2 separate regions of the Rattus norvegicus genome follow, and region 2 is linked to region 1. A link is a contact called in public Hi-C data. All regions are on one chromosome and are shown on one strand. Each heading gives the region's core, a stretch centred on a gene start, on an enhancer-like site or on the middle of the called end of the contact. The rest is flanking DNA. Distances are from core to core; before and after follow the strand shown.

The links. Hi-C and Micro-C count contacts between places; a contact is called where the count stands out from the background.
Region 2: a contact with region 1 is called in a Hi-C map of hepatocytes, with 1.6 times the contacts expected there. The contact joins the promoter of Pigr here to the promoter of C4bpa in region 1. A contact is called at or near these places in 2 of 12 Hi-C or Micro-C datasets (hepatocytes and liver).

The regions. Positions count from the first base shown.
Region 1 is chr13:44,659,386-44,666,149 of GRCr8, forward strand. C4bpa (complement component 4 binding protein, alpha) reads right to left here and starts at 4,086. Exons shown (of 13, transcript NM_012516.2): 1 at 3,927-4,086; 2 at 3-93.
Region 2 is chr13:44,848,602-44,855,365 of GRCr8, forward strand. Pigr (polymeric immunoglobulin receptor) reads left to right here and starts at 2,581. Exons shown (of 11, transcript NM_012723.4): 1 at 2,581-2,704.

The DNA of each region.
Region 1 (6,764 bases), core at 2,836-5,335:
ACCTCTGCAAAAGCCACCTCTAGGAAGAGAAATTCAGTCCACATGGAAAAAGGAAGAGAATTTGCAGAGGAGGACACGCCAGAGCCCCGTGTTCTGTGAAGCCAGAGAATAAATTCAAGTCAGCCCGGAGCAGGAGACAGCGTCACAATTTGGAAAATTACTAACCCATTACTGATCTAATCCCTGATTAGGTTATTCAGATTGTAAATACATATTGAAGACTGAAAGGCTAACGCACATATATAGGAGAAAACACACAACATTTGTCTTTTGGGGTCTGAGTTATCTCTCTAGGAATGATTTATTTTCTAGCTTAATCTATTTATCTGCAAATTTCACAATGCCATCTTTCTTTCTTAACATTCCATTACGCAAATAAATCTCACTTCCGTTACCCACTCATTAGTTGATGGATATGTAGGTTATTTCCGATTTCTGGCTAGTCTGAGTAGAACAGCAATGAACACGGATGATACGTGTCTCTGCAGTGGGGTGGAGAATCCTGTGGGCGTATGCGCAAAAGTGCTGCAGCTGGATCTTCTGACAGACTGGATTTCAGTTTTCTGAGGACCCTCCCCACACACACTGGTTTCCACAGTGGCTGTATCAGTTTGCCCTGCCACCACCAGTGAATAAATTTTCCCGGCATTCTCACTAGCACGTGTTGGCATTTATTTTATGATCTTGGCCATTCTGACTGGAGTAAGTTGAAATTTCAAAGTTGCTTTCATTTGCATCTGGCTGGTGGCCGAAGATGTTGAGCGTTTCCTTAAGTCCTTCTAAACTATTTGTATTTGATCCTTTGAGAACTTGCTATTTATTCTGTATCCCCCCTTTTAATTGCATTGTTTATTTTCTTGAAGGTCGGGGCTTTTCTTTTTAAATTCTTTATACAGTTTAGATATGAGTCCTCCACCAGATGTGTAACTCGTGAAGATTCCTAAAAGAAGACATTTTCTTCTTCATCCTGCAGCTACTGCTTTACCCAAATAATAGTGTTCTTTACTGTACAGAAGCATTTTAGCCTCATGAGGTCCCATTTATTAATTGTTGTTCTTAATGCCTGTGCTGCTAGTGTATTGTTCAGAAAGTCCTTTACTGTGCCAATGAGATCAAGTCTATACAACATAGTCTTATAGATGTACAAAGAGAAAACTAGAATATGAGTATTAAATGGGGAGGGTAATGAGAGAGCAGAACAAATGAGGGAATATAAAGAATGACAACTAATATTAAAAGCCATTTGGAAAATTATATGGAAATCAGCTTCTGTAGATGCTTCCTAAAATATATACATTTATGGAATGAATTTAAATAGAATAACCATATAATGGGGGAGACAATGCCCCAGCTAGATATCTTATGCCACCAAATAAATACCACAGGCTGTTTCTCAGGCTATTGGTTGCTTTCCATGGTAACCCCTTTGGTAAGCCCCATCGCTGAAGACAACATTACTTATATTGTCATACATAGAGAAACTAAGCTGGTACCCAACTAGAAGCTTCACCCTTACTAACTAACATTCATGGTTCTGAGAGGTACTATGCACACTTAGGAGGAGAAATGTATTCATCAATATCACCTTGATACAACCTCTAAGACTCACAACAGAGATCTGCCTGCAAGATATCCTGGTGCAATAGTGACACAAACATTATGGGAAGAAACAATAGCTCTTTTTTTTTTTTTGCATTGGATTTAAGGTCCATCCCATGAGATGGAATCCAGACCTGACACTGCTCAATTGTCTAAGATGGGCCATGACTTAGAAGGAAACCTATTATTATTACTCTGTTAACTGAACATAGCAATAAAATGAATACATCACTATACCCTTAGATTAGCACCCCACTAAACTCCGATCAGAAAAGCTTCTTGCAGTAGATTGGAATTAACATGGTCACCCAAAACTGGACAGTGTGCAGAGACTGAGAGACTTTAGGGTGCTCAGTCCTAAACAGGATGTCTTCATCCAACCACTCCCCTCAAGGATCAGGGATGTCTGAGGAAGAAGAGGTGGAAAGACTGTAAGAGCCGAAGGTGGTAGATGGCTCACTGTAAATAAATAGTGTCTTCCATACACAACTCTTAGCTTAAAACACTCTGTAATACATGCAATTCTATGTATAAATATGCAAATATAGTTTTAATAAACTTTTCTCATCTGGTGACGGGGTCCTCCAAAATTAAAGATTGCCTAACAAAACTCCCAATACCAGACATAAGCAGCCCCCTTTTAATCAGAGAAAGAACTGGAAGAGCTTGAAGGGGCTCGAGACCCCATATGTACAACAATGCCAACCAACCAGAGCTTCCAGGGACTAAGCCACTACCTAAAGACTATACATGGACTGACCCTGGACTCTGACCTCATAGGTAGCAATGAATATCCTAGTAAGAGCACCAGTGGAAGGGGAAGCCCTGGGTCCTGCTAAGACTGAACCCCCAGTGAACTAGACTGTTGGGGGGACTGCGGGAATGGGGGGAGGGTTGGGAGGGGAACACCCATAAGGAAGGGGAGGGGGAAGGGGGATGTTTGCCCGGAAACCGGGAAAGGGAATAACACTCGAAATGTAAATAAGAAATACTCAAGTTAATTAAAAAAAAACATAAAAAAAAGCCCCCTTTTGAGTTTTTGTCTAGGGATGTCAGAGACATACAGTCTACTGCTGTTGCCCTTGGTTACCCCCTAACAGTGAAAGGTAAGTCTCTACTGCTGAAGACGCCATGCACTTTGGAAACAAAGACTAGAGACCGGAAATGGAACTGATCTGAATGCCCCCTCCCTGAGGACTTAAATGTTACTTACTAGAAGGCATCATGCAACCTTCTGAAAAAGAAAGGAGGCGACCGACAGTCCTACCCAGCTATGATGTCTATGAATGCATCAAGGAGCAACACGACCCACTAACCCTAAGGGTGCAGCGGTAAGACACAGAGTTTGAAAGTAACCAGAAACTATCCAATTGGACTTAAGACCCATTCGACAAGAGGAAAACCATGTCTGTTATTGCAAACCTGGTTAACCAACATCTCAATGCTAGTGAAGCCCCAGTTCTTAGCAGAGAATCTACAAACCACTAATTTACTAAACCTGCATAGTCTCTAAAAACAGTCTATAAACATTTATCCTACTATTCACTTAGTCTTCACCCCCATCAGAAAATACACACACACACACACACACCACCACCACCACCACCAACAACAACAACAACAACAAAACAAATAACAACAAAACCCCCAACTTGTCTTTCCAACAGAGACCACCACAGAAAATCAAAACCAATCAAAATGCAGAGTTATGGGGCCCAGTTCTAATGGCTACATCTAAAAAACACTCCTGCACCTGAGAGGAAACTTTACAGAAGAGGTGGCAGAAAGATTGTAGGAGCCAGGGGATCGAGGAGTTTACTGTGAGATTATGTCACCGAGTAACATCAGAAACTAGATCAGAAACGTCTCACCAACATAACCTCCCAAACATGACCCAAACAAGGATACTGACAATCATACAAAATGAGAGAGGGGAATCCCACGAGTCATTGATTGTACACAAAGAACTATAGGCAACTGAGAAAAGCTGGGAGTGAGAGCTGTGATCTTCCCCATTGGTTTTCTAATGCTAAATGATCAGCCCTGAAAACATACACATAAGTAACATGGTATGGGTGGGACAGGTTATATTTAGGAATAGACACATGCAATAACAATTCATGCAAAAGGAGGCCATCTTTGAAAGGGAACAGGGAGGGCTATACGGGAGGATTTGGAGGGAGGAAAAGGAATGGGAAAATGTAATTATTCTCAAAAATAGTAAATAGAACACAGAGGTGCACACACTAAAGAGCTTGCAACACTAAAGAGCTTGCAGACCAGCTTTACCCCCAGCACTCTACCCACGTGCTCAGTAACCTACTGACCTGCAGTAGCAGAGAAAGGACCCTGTGGTGCTGACTGGATCTCTCCTGTACTAGTTTCTCCCAAGATGAGAGTTGATCACATTATCCTAAAACTGGCCAGTAATTGCTCTATCAAAAAGTTCCTGGAGTCGACCCACGCGCAGGTGATCCTTGCATTCCGCCCACGCAAGTGGCTGATCAGGTAGTTGAATAAGATGGACAGGGAGAAACTCTCCCCGTCCCGGTGGATGATTAACAGACGAAGCAGTGTTTCCCTAGTCCCCTTTCCCACCAGCCCTCGTTCTTCGCCATGTGTTGCAATTGTTTATTTTCTTCTCTGCCAAGCATTTCCCCTAAGTGAGAAGGGTGACTGGAATTTGATGCCAGAATTTTCCGTCTTTTCATAACCATAAGAGTTATGCAACACAAAACCCAACCAGCCTAGAAGCCCTGAGTTGGAGTTCAGATCCACTCTGACCAAAATGTCCTCTTCCCAGGACACTAGTCCCAGAGACACATGGGGACCTCCCGAGGCCCTGGCTCTTCACTCATCTCCACATCTCACCTGAAGCTACAATAGACACGGAGTGTATTTTGTTTATTGAGTTTCTGTTGTGTGCTGACTTGCCTGGATCATACTCAGAGCTTAACAGATGTTAACAACTACCACCACCAGGCACCAAATGAAAGTCAGTCTGACACTGGTCACTACTCAGAAAAATGCAATGAAGATGCTAATTTATGTGTTTGAGATCACGTAAATCTATGGATAAAGCCAAGTCCTAAAATGGCCTGTTTAGTTTATTAATAATAAGTTTAAAGATGTGTGTGCCCAAAAGATTGCTATTGAAAAGCAGTTCTGGACCAGTGAGATGGTTCTGTGGGTAGCAGTGCGTGTTACAAAGCCTAAAGACCTGAGTTTTATCCCCAGAATGAACCAACTCCTGCATGTTATCTTTTGACTACCAGATACGAACCATGCCACAAATTCCCCATATATAAATAAATAATTGTAACTCTAAAAATAAGTAGTAAAAATTAGTTCTTACCGGATGTAGCGGTACAAGCTCATAACTGTAGCATTTAGGAGGCTGAGGCAGGAGGATTAGGAGTTCAACATCAGCCTGGGCTACATGGTAAGATCCTATCTCAGAAACCAAGGGCTGGAAACAATGTTCAGTGGTAGAACTCCTGTCTGACATGTACAAGGTCCTTGGCTTGGATCCACATAGTGAAACAAAACAAAGCAAAACTTCTTTGACATCATAATTTATTTCCCGTAACAAACACTAATGGCCCCACAGATGGAGGTTATAGGTAAAGTTTGACCAGGATATGAGACTTAGGGTGGGCCTTCAATGATGAGCAGAAATTACTCAGATGAAAATGAGAAGAATATTAGAGGTAAAGAAAGCACAGATATGTCACAAAGGTCAGAGACTGACTTAATGTGTTAAGAGTCCACGTAAAGGTGATCCTACAAAGTCCTGGATGCTGAGTTAGAGGAAATAACGCCCGTAAGTTCAGTCTTCAAAATGTCATTTTCCAATGTGTTCAAGTTCTTTTCCTGCTTTCTACTATGATGGGCACAGAGTTTTCTCTCTGAGGGGACTAACTTACTCTCAACACGTCACTTTGCCTTCTCTTTTAGGAATGCACTCTATTAGTTACATCTCTGCCATTGTTTTTCTCTCCTGTTCAGCCCTGATTTAAAGGGTTGATTCTTCTTTTCTACACTTTTCACGTTGTCTCTTATCCCGAAGTGTTCCTGAAATCTTGCCAAAACTTCAAATTCCTTTTCCTTCTTTACTCTGACACTGAACTTCTCGAGAATGCAGTCTTCATCTGCAGGTTCAAATGTCTTTGGTTTATCTCTTGTAATGTTTCTGAAGCCTTTAACATTGCTGAACATTTCTATTCTAAATTACCCTTGCCCTTTGACTCTGGTGACTCTTAGTTGACTCTTGTCTCTTGTGACTCTTAGTGCTATCAGCTAGGAGATGAGCCTTTGGGTATGTCTGTGGGGGATTATCTTGACTTTGTCAATTGAAGTGAGAACTACAGGTGACACCATTCCCTAGGCTGGGGTCCTGTACAGTACAAGACACTGAGCACAGCATGCTAGCAATGCATGTATTTATTGTTCTCCTCTGACAAAGCACACACTATGATCAGCTACCTCATGCTTATGATGCCTTTAATTCCCTGTTATGTTGGACTGCAATATGGGACAGTGAGAGAAAAACAAAGAGCTTTCTCCCGAAGTTACTTTTGTAAAGGTATTTTATTACTGCAGCAGGAAAGGAAACTAAGAGAGCTCCCATATTAATCCTAAAGTCTCCTGAATCTTCTAATTTCCTTTAACTTTTTGATAACTCCTTTTCCTTACTCTTATCCATTAAAAAATGTATTTCATGGACTGGAGAGATGGCTCAGTGGTTAAGAGCACTGACTGCTCTTCCTAAAGGTCCTGTATTCAACTTCCCGGCAACCATATGGTGGCTCACAACCATCTGTAATGGGATCAGATATCCTCTTCTGGTGTGTCTGAAGATACCTACACTGTATGCATATAAATAAAATAAATCTTTTTTAAAAATGCATTTCATTTTCTTCTCTTTTCCTATTTTGTTGTTTAGGAAGAGTCTCACTCTGTAACCCTGGCTGACCTGGAACTCCATACGTAGACAGACTGGCCTCTGCCACACCTAGCTCTTCTCCTTATTAAAAGAAAATCTCTTAATTTTAATGAATTTACCTATTTTCATCCTTTACACATTCCCAGTAGGAGGACCACTTCATAGTATCTCGCTGTCTTTGATTACTGTCCTAAGTTCTGTTCACATTATTGTTATCTGA
Region 2 (6,764 bases), core at 1,331-3,830, 190 kb after region 1:
TACTAAGATTATGGTTGCTTGTTACAGACCCCACGACAAACTTGGACAGTGCTCAGCTGACACACAGAGACCTAGTATTGGAAAGCCCTTGTGAACCAATTGGCCAAATGCTCTCCCATTCAACATATGAAAAGCCCACAAGCTAAAGAGGAAATGATCCTGCAAAGGTCACTCAGCAAGTTAGGGGTAGAGCCCAAACCCAAATACAAGCATGTTAACTCAAGCCCTGTGGCTCTGATCCTCCCCACACTGAATGAAAACAGATCATATTTTCTTATTTCTAGAAGAAGGTTGGCTTGAGCAAATGAAGTGGGTTTTAGAAAGTAATGCCATCATCATTACTAAGTTGAATGTAGACATATTCCCTAGCTGTGGGCCAGTCCCTCCTCCCTCAGAGCTGGTTCAGGAATCACTCCTTGGGTTCTAGAGAGGGAAGCTGCCACATGTGGGAGGAAGTTAGTCCCCATGCTCACACCACCAGCTAGCGGCTGGACTCAAAACTGGCCACAGGAACTTTACTTCCTGATTTTTCATTGAGTTCTACTTTGATGTTTCCTCTTTCCCAAAGCTGGATCACTAAGTGGGGTTACATGGAGAATGTACATATTTCTTTTTGTGTGTTAACATGGCTTGCCAAAACACTTCTGGACACCACTGGGAACAAGTGCCCCCAGGACATGATCTAGAGAGCCACCCACTACCCCAGAGTTGTGGAGTAGGCACAGAGTCCAACCTCCACCTTCAGGCAGCAAAGAAATGATGGTTTAGTTGATATTTTCTTCCCCCCGGCAAAGCCTTTCTTCATCAAGTGTCTGTGCAAATATTTAGGGCTATGCCTTAGTACCTAATCTATCCATGACAACTAGACACAAGCTATTCCCTGCCTTGGGGGAAAGCAAACATAACCTACAAGTACCTTGACTATTGAGTTTAAATAGAAGGAGACGCAGAACAGAAAACTGTGTAAGGAGCTCTCAGATGGCAGAAATGGGCTTGTGTCATCTCTGTCCCCATATATCTCCCTATAATCATTGGAGCAGGAAATTGCTAGTGAGGAAGAAAGCTGTTAATAATGCCCCTCTGTGACCTCCCACCTGCCACCATGGCTCTAAGCCTCAGCTCCAGAAGAGAGGAGATTAACAGTGCTGTGTAGACAGTTTAGAAATTCCAGAGCCAATAGGTTGCAATATTGCCTGTCTTCTCTAAACTACCAAGGTCCACCGTCTTGCCGTACCCCATTGTCCCTCCAATGACATGAGAGCTCTGCAGTTCAAAAGACACATAGGCATCATGGGACCATGGTTTTCTCGAGACCGCAGGAAGCTACAGATCAGCCAGTCCACTATACAATCACAAGAACAAAGGAGGGCTGAGAAGCCGCAAAGCCCTACTGAAGGAGTTGAGCTATAGAGACAAGAAAATCTGGAGTGTGGGTACTGCAAAGCCCTTGGAAGGAGTAAAGGTAAAAGGTCCCACTGACTAGGTGGAAGTTCTATCTTGGGTCACAGAACCACTTTTTCTTTTTGAGGAACAAGACCAACACAGCAGCGCAGCAAACCAAGACCAAAGCAGTAATGTTGCCACCCAGAGGAGGGAAAGAAGACAAAAGGAAAACGAAATCCAATCTGAAATATCGTTGAATTGGACTGAGCTTTCCTGGAAGTGACCATGATTTCTTTTTTTCTCGCATCAATCAGATTGTAGATGTATGATCTTCAATGGAACTCCATAATAAAAAAAATATTTCTTTTCTTGTCATCAAAACCTGTGCTTGTCTTGTGGGCTAGTGCACACGAGTGAACTCACATGTATAGACTGACCCTCCTTTGAACTCACATGTATAGACTGATCCTCCTTTGAACTCATGTGTATAGACTGATCTTCCTGTTTCTCTTGCCCCTGTCTCCTTTTTCCTTTCCCCTTCTGGGAGTTTGATTTAATACTCTTGAAATACGAGTGGGTGAGCCAGGCCTAGGTACAGTGCATAGAACTTCAGGGGGGCAGGGAAGGTTGTGAGCGTGTAGAGGAATGTATTTGGAACAATGGGCTCCATCTGTGTGGCACAGGAAGGCTATGATTATCTGGCTATGAAATAGGTCATGACCTGGACTTGCTGTAGTTGACTCAGCTTGTGGGAGTCTTCTGCTGTGGATAGCCAGGTCAAGACTCTCTCCCCACATTCAGCTCAGCTTTAAGGAGCTTGGGTAGAGTCTGGGTTGAAAAGGGAATTAGTGTAGTTCGTAGTTCCCAAGGTACTGAAAGCCCTAGGCAGAAAAGGGGAACTTTGCAGATGGTGCTCAAAGAGTGGCATTTCCGGCTCCTTGTATTAGGTAGTCATAGGAACAGGGCAATCCCTAGTGACTGGGGAGGTGAGACCAAACACTAAGGGGACATTCTGTCCCCATATCCTGAAGCTGCAACAAAGGAGGATCTATGTGTGATGGTGTCTCCCTAAGTACAGGGTAGAATGAATGGAGCCAGCCAGGAGAGCAAGGATCTGTGGGAGTCACGTGCTCTGGCTGGCTACCTTGACTATGGGACAGCGGCCCTTTAAGAGCCAGGTGCGGGTCAAGCCAGAGCACAGTTTCAGTTTTGACAGCAGTCACCAGTGCCTCCCTGGAAGCTTCTAGAAGGGCAGGGGCACACACTGGCTGGCAGGCTGTGCCCGAAACTGAATCACCTGGAAAGAAGGAAGTAGCTAAAAGTAAGTGTGCTTCCTGGGATACTGGGATAGGATGCTTCTTGGGATATTAGCTTAGGTGATCCACCGCTTTCCCAGTTATCAGCCTCACAGAGAAGGTGAGGAGGGCAGGGCAGATGGTGTGACTGTATGTCACAGGGAGTCCAGGGGTAGATCCCAGTGGTCCAAGGAAAGGCAGGTATGTACACTGGCATGCCTCAGCCTTTTCTGCAAAATATCGTAGGTGAGAAGAAAACATCTGTTTCCCCTTAAGCCCTAATCCCCTTATCCTCCTATAGTTGCTGACTTACACAGTACCTGATCTTTCCAGCCTTAATCTGTAAAATGGGAATTTAAAGATAACAGTTGTCACTGCTGGACAGAGTGGGTCCAAAGGAGAAAATATGTGTAAAGTGTAGCAATCTAGTAATAAGTTGGAGGCACCTTAATTCAGTTCCACTACTCAAGAATGAATTGAGATCTGGATGCAGGTTGCACAACAGAGCACATAGCCTCGGCTACCTTTTGGAGGAGGCCACATTCAATTCTTTTTTTTTTTTATGGGCTTCTCTGAGGCTCTAAAATCATTTCTATTTGCAATCTAGGCTTGCCTCCCCATATTCGTGCCACTAAAAACAAGTATGCATTGCGATGTCACTCTGCCCCGCTTTAAATGGAGAGCAATGTCCCTGCAGAGTAATAGAATAAGTAGAGAGCAGAGCCACCTCCAGGGTGCAGGCAGCAGCCCTGTGCCCGATGAACCCCCTGACCCAGCACCTAAGCAACCACCGGTCTCAGCCCTCGCAGCCTTACCCCATCCCGACAATATTCCTAAGCCAATCCCAAAGGACAGTACCACCAGCCTAGCTTCATCCTCGGCACCGGCTCCATTTGTGTAACTGCCACTATACTTCGATCAAGGAGACACACACATTTTGTAAGACACTTTTTATTAACCCTCTCCCCTTCTGCTAAGGGATGTAGCGCTTTCTTGACTATCAAGAGGGATGTGCCAGTGCCGGAGATTTGGGGAGAAGGCATCTATCTGGTAGGTGAAAGTAGAGGCTTGGCCATGTGTGAATCTTTCCACTCATGCGTCTGCCTGCCCTGGATGTGGTGTCGTAGTTCAAAGAACTGAACCAGGAGTCAGGAGAACAGCCAGCTCTGTGACCACCACCTGCTTCCCAGCACATCTCTAGATCTGTGGGGTTCATTCACAAGAAACCCAATCACTTCAGCTTTTCGTTCAGTAAATCCACTTTCCCTGGGGCTTCACAGCTTCATCTCCTTCCCACACCTAAACACCAAGGAGCTGGGGAGGGTAGACAGCATTTCATCTCACAGTTGAAGCAGCTAAGTCTTCATGCGTTAATGTGAAGGAAGTAGAGTCATCCAGCAGTTCCAAACAATATCTTGATACACCCTTTCTGATATGGTTTTAAAGGTCCTTTGAGATCACCTAGCAAAGCAAGCGACTTAACTTAAAAAAATACATGCAACTAGAACACACTTTTAATCCTAATACTTGTGGGGCTAAGGGGGAAGGTTGGCAGGATTGTGAGTTAGAGGTCGGTCACACAGAGACTCCATTTCTAAAGTAATTAATTAATTACAGGTTGAGTATTCCCGAATATGTAATTCTAAAATCTGAAATGCCAATATCACACAAGCAAAAAATTCCACACTAGTTCTGGGCACCAATTATATATATATATATATATATATATATATATATATATATATATATATATATATATATGTATGTATGTATATATGTATATATGTGTGTGTATGTATGTATGTATATATATGTATATGTATATGTATATATATATATATATATATGTAATTTTCTTCAGGGTATGTTTAGACTTGGATACTATTCCCAAGATATCTTATCAGATATCTAAAAATAGCCCAAAACTTAAAATGGAGACCACTTCTGATCCTAGCATTTTAGACAAGGGACGCTCGACCTATACATGTTTGCACTGGGCTCAGCAGAAAACATGACTCTGGGTACACTGAAGCCAGGATCCCAGAGTCGCTGGCATCGACACAGCATAGCAGGAGTGGGAGAGCTTTGGCATAGATGTAACCAGACTCAGGAAACAAAGGTAACACTCCTCACCCATGCCCAGTGCTAAATAAACAATGACCAGGGTTTTCAGGAAGAAAGATCTCCTGGCACCAACTCCAGGTCCGGTGACTCTTCATGAGAATTGCCTTTCCAAGGAGAGAACAAATTGACTCTCTTCTCCAAAGCTGTTCTGTCTGCCCCTTCCTCTTCCTGCTGGTTCCTCTAGCAGCCAGAGCCCCTCCAGCACATCAGTCACTAAGCTCCTATGCCCTTTTGTAATATTTATTTTTTATTACTTTAGTGTGTGTGTGTGTAGTGTGTGTGTGTATGTGTGGTGTATACATGTGTATGTGGTATATATATATATATGCATGTGTGTGATATATACATGTGTATATACATGTGTGTATGTGATGTATATATGTATGTGCGTGTGTGTGGTGTGTATATGTGGCATATACGTGTGTGTATGTGTGTGCTATATACATGTGTGTAGTATATGCATGTATGTGTGTGGCATATACATGTGTGTGCATGCTGTTCAAGTACACAGCCCGTACCTATCATGTGAGAGCCAAAGATCTACTCTGAGTTCTGGGTATGTTCCTCTCCTGTTCTCACTTGGGCACTTACCATGGGCAGATGACTTACCTGTTTGCACTTTAGGCCCTGCTTCCTGGGGTAGCTGTGAGGATTAAAAAGTTAACATCAAATGAATAGCCTAGTAAAAGCACCAGTGGAAGGGGAAGCCCTTGGTCCTGCTAAGACTGAACCCCCAGTGAACATGATTGTTGGGGGCAGGGCGGTAATGAGGGGAGGATGGGGAGGGGAACAACCATAAAGAAGGGGAGGGGGAAGGGTTAGGGGGATGTTGGCCCGGAAACTGGGAAAGGGAATAATATTCGAAATGTAAATAAGAAATACTCAAGTTAATAATAAAAAAAAAAAGTTAACATCAGTAAAGGTCTTGGAAAGAATTCTCATGTGTTCTTTTAACTCAGGCCACAATGCTTGTCTCCAGAGTCATGGTGCTCGATCTAAATATAAATAGCTCTCTCCAAGTCTTGATAAGATGCCCAGCTAAGAGTCTGCTAGTCCCCCTTCACTCTTTGACCCAAAGAAAGAGAAGACCTCAATGATTTTGTAGGGGAGGTGTGGGCGAATTAACACTTTTAATCCCATCACTCTGCAAGGACTTTGTTATTTGATCTGTAGAACAACCCTCTATGATAAAGAATCTTATTCCCTTTGCAGAGGAGGACCTGTAGGCTCAGTTTAAAAGCCCACACAGACCCCAAGTGACAGAGTTGAAAGCTAAGTGCTATCTTTCCCTCTGTTCTCCCATAGAAAGGCAGTTCCTTTCCAAATTAGAAGAGTCTGAAACTCTCATACACATTTTATAGATGAAAGCATTGTGTCAGTATATTCTACCCGAATGTTAGACTTTTATTCCTTATCCTCATGAGAGAATGGAGGGCTGGACCTACCAGTTTCTCTTCCATCCCTAGCACTCTTCTTTATGTGCCAATCTCCAAGCTCATGCTACTCTGTGCTCTACTCCTGGTCTGTGAGAGGTGAAAGTGATAATCCCACATGGACGTAGGCAATGCTCTTCCTGGAATAGGAGAAGGGACTATTCAGTTCCTGCCAAGGAAGAAATAAAGAGAAGCCAGTGCAGCCAAGCCGTCCCCGCCCTATTCTTCTCAGCTTCAGGTTGTCTGACTGTTTCAAGTTCGTACTCATGAGATGCCAGAAAGTGTCACGCTTGGCTTCTGGTGTTCTTAACTCGTGTTCTATTTCTCCTCTGTAGCTCCTGGAGTTTTGGGAACTCCATCTTATCTTCTCCTGGGCTGTGAAAACTGTAGGCTGTTTAGGGGATACAGGAATAGATAGCTTACTAGCCAAGCTAGTAGGGCCCAGGTGTCCCTTCCTGTAAAGAGGAACTTTAGAGATTAGATGAGCAAAGGTTTGTCCAACAAGCTGAAAAGCAGTCACTTTAACCAA